2 separate regions of the Danio rerio genome follow, and region 1 is linked to region 2. Evidence: chromatin contacts called from public Hi-C data. All regions are on one chromosome and are shown on one strand. The core of a region is the stretch at or near the end of the contact, and the rest is flanking DNA. Distances in the headings are between cores, read along the strand shown.

Region 1 (3,270 bases), core at 339-2,838, 90 kb before region 2:
AAAATCAAACAAACAAAATCAAAAAATTCAAAAAAGTTGTTATTTAATAATAATGTCAATAACTCAATTTTGGCAAAAAATGTCAGATAGAATCTTATCATTCTAAAGTGACAACTTCCATCAGTTTGGATCCATTGGGATCCATCCATCCATCCATCCATCCATCTAATGGCTTGTTTCCACTGAGTGGTACGATATAGTACGGTTCGGTTCGGTACGGTATAGTACGGTTCGGTTCGGTACGCTCTTTTGGCCGTTTTCACTATCAAAGGGTACTTAGCAGCGAACCATACCGTACCAAATTTGAGGCCGTAGGTACAGTTGCCTCGAACCGGGCCAAAGCACGCTTGTCCCCCCTCCCGTCTACCCCGACGGCCCATGGGCCTCGGCATGCTTACGTCATCGCTGCTGCGCTGTTCAGTGAGAAGCGCTCTCTCACTCAGCAGCACAGTGAAGATTTCTCTAGTTATATTGTTTCAGTCGTTTGCTGTGCAGTGACATGCAGTCAAATATTTCTAATCAATATTCACAATAAGAAATAATCTTTAAACCAATAAAAGTGCCAAGTTAAGCAGCTATACATTTTAAAGCAATCGTAAATAAATGAAACGTAATAAATAAAAAACTAAAAAAAAAAAAACTTGCTGGACATAAATAAAATAGGGCGACGTAGAGGCGCAGTAGGTAGTGCTGTCGCCTCACAGCAAGAAGGTCTTGGGTCGCTGGTTCGAACCTAGGCTCAAATGGCATTTCTGTGAGGAGTTTGCATGTTCTCCCTGCATACGCGTGGGTTTCCTCCGGGTGCTCCGGTTTCCCCCAGTCCAAAGACATGCGGTACAGGTGAATTGGGTTGGCTAAATTGTCCATAGTGTGTTGTGTGTGTTGTGTGTGTGTGTGTGTGTGTGTGTGTTTCCCAGAGATGGGTTGCGGCTGGAAGGGCATCCGCTGCGTAAAAACCTGCTAGATAAGATGGCGGTTCATTCTGCTGTGGCAACCCCGAATTAATAAAGGGACTAAACCAACAAGAAAATGAATGAATGAATAAATAAAATAGACAGATAGACAGATAGATAGATAGATAGATAGATAGATAGATAGATAGATAGATAGATAGATAGATAGATAGATAGATAGATAGATAGATAGATAGATAGATAGATAGATAGATATTTTAAATTCACAGGGCTTAGAGTCTCTTTCTCAGACTGTAACCTACATTTGATAGGGAGTTCACAAGATTGTCTTATTTCACAAGACAATAAAATTAGATTTCTGTTGACTTTTCTGACTAGGTCGCAATCGAATCTGTCATTTCACAAGTACGACAGAGTAACAAGCTCCAAAATTCAGGTAACTGATAGAAAACAATTACTGTAAGGAACATTTGTGTAAACAGACAGCCAATGAGTTAAAGAGCAGAGTCCTAAAACAAGCAGACAGGCCAAAGATCAGCCACTCTTTGCTGGCGTGTGTTTCCAACAGACCTTCAAACATTCCCAACCCCGCAGACTGTGACCTTCCCCACAGGGTCGCCATGGAGACACCGTTAAGAATCCGCTCGTTCCTAAGCAGCAGTGGCCAGAGTGACTCAGCCAAAGACACAGAGAGACAGACAAAGAGAGAGAGGGAGGACTGGGAAAACCAAGCTTGCTCCAGCAGTTGAACATTGGACCTCAATGTGACATGTAACGTGTTTCATTGTCTGTTACGTCACTCGTTTCATCACTTATTGGAAAACTGAGGGCTCATCTTCTGTCTTCACCCATATAATGCCAGACATTTATGGCACAGTGATTGAATGAGATGTAACATCAAAGTTCTTGACGTGTCATGATACTAAAGTCCCTGTCACATTGAGTGTTTTTACATGCACTCTTACTTTATAATGCACTTATAAAATAATTTTGTCAATATTATGATTATATGTAACTTCATGTAAGGACAGTACTTTGGTTAAACGAATGTTATTAAGCATTCATAATCATATTAGCCACAATTAAGTTATGTGGCATATGCTGATTTTGATTGCACTTGTAAAACACCTCATTGCATTATTACTGCACTGATCAAAGTGTGCATGGACTCGGACATACACAGATACAGTGTGCTGCTCAAAAAATCTCCACAAGTTAACATTTTGGAAGTATTCTGATGTTTTACTTCCACTCTGAATCAGTAAACTGAATTACACATTGATGCAGTTTGTGCTGTGAAAATGAATGTCTTAGTTTCTGGGATATTTACCACTCATGGAAATGTGTTTTGCATTTGATGAAAGCAGATTAAAACAATGACTAGCACTTATGTTATGTGAATAATGTGCAAATAAAATTTAGAATGGTCAAATGATAAATGTTGACAGGGTCTACAAATACATTATTTTTATTATTTTTATTTTTATTGTTGCCCAGTGATGTAATGGAATTAATTAGTATAGGCCCAATAAGTATAGGAATGTAACTAAAACACTTATGTAGTAAATGAAAAGTGTCCTTTTATTAGATTATTGCAGCATGTTTCTTTCTGAAACAGAAATATAACCAACCCAGGCTCATTCGGAAAAAGTACCTCTATGTACATTTCTGGATACGTCCGAGGAGTTACTTTTTTTTTTTTTTTTTACACCTGCTGTTCTCACATAAACCCACAAGAGGCCGCTGTCGACTGACTGTTTGACAGGCTGAATGACTGACTGACAGATCGGCTGACCCACCCTCCTCCTTCCCTAAACCCAACCAATTGTATTGATTGACCTGTCTACCCACTTTCCTAAATCCAACCAACAATTTATAAAAGCAATCCAGAAAAAGAAAAGCCCTCCCCTGGTTTTTAACATGTTTACAGATTTTACCACATTCTCACTCTGTATTAATTTGTTAATTTTATTTTTTGGATTCTGTTTTTGTCTTACCTGCTTTCTGGAACTGTTAATAGGCTAAATTGTCCGTAGTCTATGAGTGTGTATGGATGTTTCCCAGAGATGGGTTGCAGCTGCAAGGGCATCCGCTGTGTAAAACATATGCTGGATAAGTTGGTGGTTCATTCCGCTGTGGCGACCCCAGATTAATAAAGGGACTAAGCCGAAAAGAAAATGAATAAATGAATGAATGAATGACATGCCACGAGCAGTTTTTAATCTAGATCAGACTGTATAATGGTTTGTAAAGCCATTATACAGTAGCAATAACATACAATTTAGCAATAACATACAAGTTGCATGTCTTTGTAAACTATTGGCATTTAACATTAAAGAGATGCAAATTTTCTCTT
Region 2 (3,517 bases), core at 98-2,597:
TCACTGAAAACAACCAAGTAGTTTATTCTTTTAAGGTTTAAATCTTCTGAGCGTATCTAAGTTTTGTTGCACGGTTGTGCTGCATTCATTTGTTTATTAGCAGCTGTTAATTAAGTTACAGGTTTGATAGTGATTAGAACTTGAAGTGGCAATGAGTCTTAAAATATTCTAAGATAGTCTTTCAAAAGTCTTAGGTATTGAAATTTCCTTTAGGATTCCTGCATATACCCTGTGTTATGATCAGGAGGAAGAAGAAACTGGTCCATGTAACAGTTACTGAGAAATAGCCTGTCAAAGTCTGACAAAGTCCCATACATAAAAGTTTCTGCTGTCCCTTCCTTGTATAGCAAATGGCCGATAAGTCCCTCATTGGAACATAGGTTATTGTTTCAAAAATCATAAAATTCACAGGAACAAACATAGCACTAGGTTGGCTACACTGTGGTATTGTTGTGAAAATTAAGTCTAACACTTTATTCTGCGCAGCCGAATCTCCATCTGTCAGAGATCATCATCTTCTAGTCATGATAAGTCCTGTGATCCACCATGCTCTCCTAGTGTCTGAAGGTAAAGGTGCGTTGACATTTTACCGGATCCGGCACTTCATATTTTGTGATGTACCATATCGACGTTGATGCATCAAGTAAAAAATCTGAAGCCAACAGGATTCATTTATTTAACTCTGAGTCGACTATTTCGTTAAAGAATCAATAGCTTTTCAGATATAAACCTGGATGTTTTCATTTAATTTGTGCTGTTACAAAATACATGGATGGTCATTTTTAAAAACCAATAATAGGGGCTTAAAGGAATGTGTCACTCTTGTATATATATATATATATATATATATATATATATATATATATATATATATATATATATATATATATATATATATATATATATATATATATATATGTATTTTTTATTCAGTCCTTAATGTCACACCAGTGCATGTAACAGTGAAATACTGCAATAAAGAAATAAAACCATGAAAACCATAGAGTCATCCCTGATCCTAAATTAAACAATTTAAATTAGTTCATCATTGCATAACACAGTGTGAGAAGACCATGCTATTAACACAGTTAATCCAACTGAGTGTTGAATGGAGTGTAATGGACGACTAAGGAATCGTGGGGGAGTCCTGAAGTGCCAGTGTGACTCATTCCCTGCACCCTTTGCTTCTGAGGTACAGCTCCCATCTTTTCCCAAAGGCCATCACCCACTCACTGTCTGGGAAAGCGAACCAGCGCACAAACCCCCAGAGGTAACTCCACACTCTCTCACACACATTCAAGTGTGTTGAAGTCCGCAGGTATTGTGTGCCTCCCACGCAGCCAAGCTGTGAGTCATATCGGCGGCCAATGACAGAGCGGGGAATTTATGATGCAAGCAAGCATGCTGACTCAGCCATGCAAATGTGTGCGTGCTCAGAGAATACAGCTGCGTTACTCATGAGGCTCAAGTATATACATATACACCCCTACATAAACACTACTGTAAATACGCCTCCACAGTAGAAGCACATTTTCCCATTACAAGTCCACAAATACACACACACACACACACACAATATACTGGTATTGCTGTTACTCCAAAGATTTTCTATTTCTACAAAAAGAACAGAAAATAAAATAAGTGACATAAAATAACTGAGTTATTTAATTTATTTATTTATTTTTTTGATTACCACTCTCATTTCTAAGCCTTCAGAAGATATGTTGGTGGGACCATGGTATATTTATGCTATATGGTAACACCATAACACAAGTGTGCACTGTGACTATGTTAATTAAAATATTAATTTACCATAGTATTACTAAATGTGTAAATTTATATTGTGTAAATATATATATATATATATATATATATATATATATATATATATATATATATATATATATATATATATATATATATATATATATATATATATATTTTTTTTTTTTTTAATAGATGTATTAAACCTTTCCCAGTATTTATTTATTTTTTTAAGTTGCCAGACACAGCCAGAATTGTGGATGCTTTTCATTTGACATACATCAAATGAGCAATATCACACTCGTATACTCGTAAAAAAATGCTTTTCTTACTTAGATTTTTTGTCTTGTTTCTAGTCCAAATATATACAAATTCTTAAACCAAGAAGCATTTTCTAGACAAGCAAAACATATTGTCTTGATTTAAGAAATAATATGCCAAAATGAAGTGAGTTTTTCCTCAAATCAAGCTAAATAATCTGCCAATGGGGTAAGCATTTGTGATAAGATTATTTTGTGATGAGATTATTTTGCTTACCCGATTGGCAGATTATGCAATATTTTGCGATATGGCTGTATATCAGCAATGCCTTAGTGCCCCACCAGTGATGATATACAGCCATATCACACTTCTATGAGTGTGATATTGCTGTTATACAACAGATAAATGGCATAATCATGTATATAAAAAGGAAAATCAAACATGGAACTCTAAAAATTCATTTGTATGAGGAACTACTTACTTTCTGCCATTCATTTACATCTGCAGCTAACGTCAGAACTTCAGAAACCATTGCTACTTCACCAACGTCACTTCAGAGCTAGCGTTTGAATGATTCTTTAGCATAAGGTCTAAAGTAATGACAAAACAGGTGACTTTGCTCAAATTGTAAGACATGCTATCAGTCTAAAGACATTTCCCAGTATAAAAAGCCAAAAAAGGTCCATGACACTCTGTGTAAACATTGTTTCATTCATACATTCATTTTCTTTTCGGCTTAGTCCCTTTATTAATCTGGGGTTGCCTCAGCAGAATGAAGCACTAAATTATCCAGCATATGTTTCACGCAGCGGATGCCCTTCCAGCTGCAACCCATCTCTGGGAATCTTCCATACACATTCATAAACTACGGACAATTTATCCTACCCAATTCACCATGTCTTTGGACTTTGAGGGAAACTGGAGCACTCAGAAGAAAACCCACTCAAAAGCGGAGAGAACATGCAAACCCCACACAGAATCACCAACTGACCCAGCTAAGGCTCGAACCAGCGACCTTCTTGCTGTGAGGCGACAGCATTATCTACTGCACCACCGCGTTGCCCGAAAAATTGTAGGAAATATCATGCTGTCTCTGTCACCATCTAGTGGACTGACATGGTCAACCCTCTTTACTCTGCTCAATGACAGGCTGATGGATGCCGACGTGTAATCACAGTAATTACAAATCACAGTAATTACAAATATTTAAAATAAGCACTATTCTTATAAATAAACTGATTAGATGCAATATAAACAACTACATTCTCACCTAAAAATGCCTTAAACGTACATTATGTTGTCCAACAGCATCAATATTTGTTAATCTGAAGTAAGCTTATTGATCTGTTGTCACTCTATGTGGGTGGAGTACTACAGAAGGGTCTGGGAGCTGTAGAAGTTCTCATATTACAGAATATCAGATTCACAAAAACACATTTGACCTTTTATGAAGATATTAACTGTTGGTTAGTAGTTTAAAAAGTTTAATCTG

The links. A called contact is a pair of places that touch in the nucleus more often than the background predicts.
Region 1: a Hi-C map of gastrula embryo shows a contact between it and region 2, with 3 times the contacts expected there. The contact joins two enhancer-like sites. A contact is called at or near these places in 3 of 18 Hi-C or Micro-C datasets (embryo, gastrula embryo and an unstated tissue).

What each region holds. Positions count from the first base shown.
Region 1 is chr19:17,053,484-17,056,753 of GRCz12tu, reverse strand. No RefSeq gene overlaps it. Among named protein-coding and RNA genes, the nearest start is that of cited4a, 41 kb to the right of the region's middle. Within about 2 kb of position 1,588, at least 42 of the 62 cell types and tissues checked have an H3K27ac peak or open chromatin away from gene starts, as enhancers often do.
Region 2 is chr19:16,963,066-16,966,582 of GRCz12tu, reverse strand. No RefSeq gene overlaps it. Among named protein-coding and RNA genes, the nearest start is that of cited4a, 49 kb to the left of the region's middle. Within about 2 kb of position 1,347, at least 49 of the 62 cell types and tissues checked have an H3K27ac peak or open chromatin away from gene starts, as enhancers often do.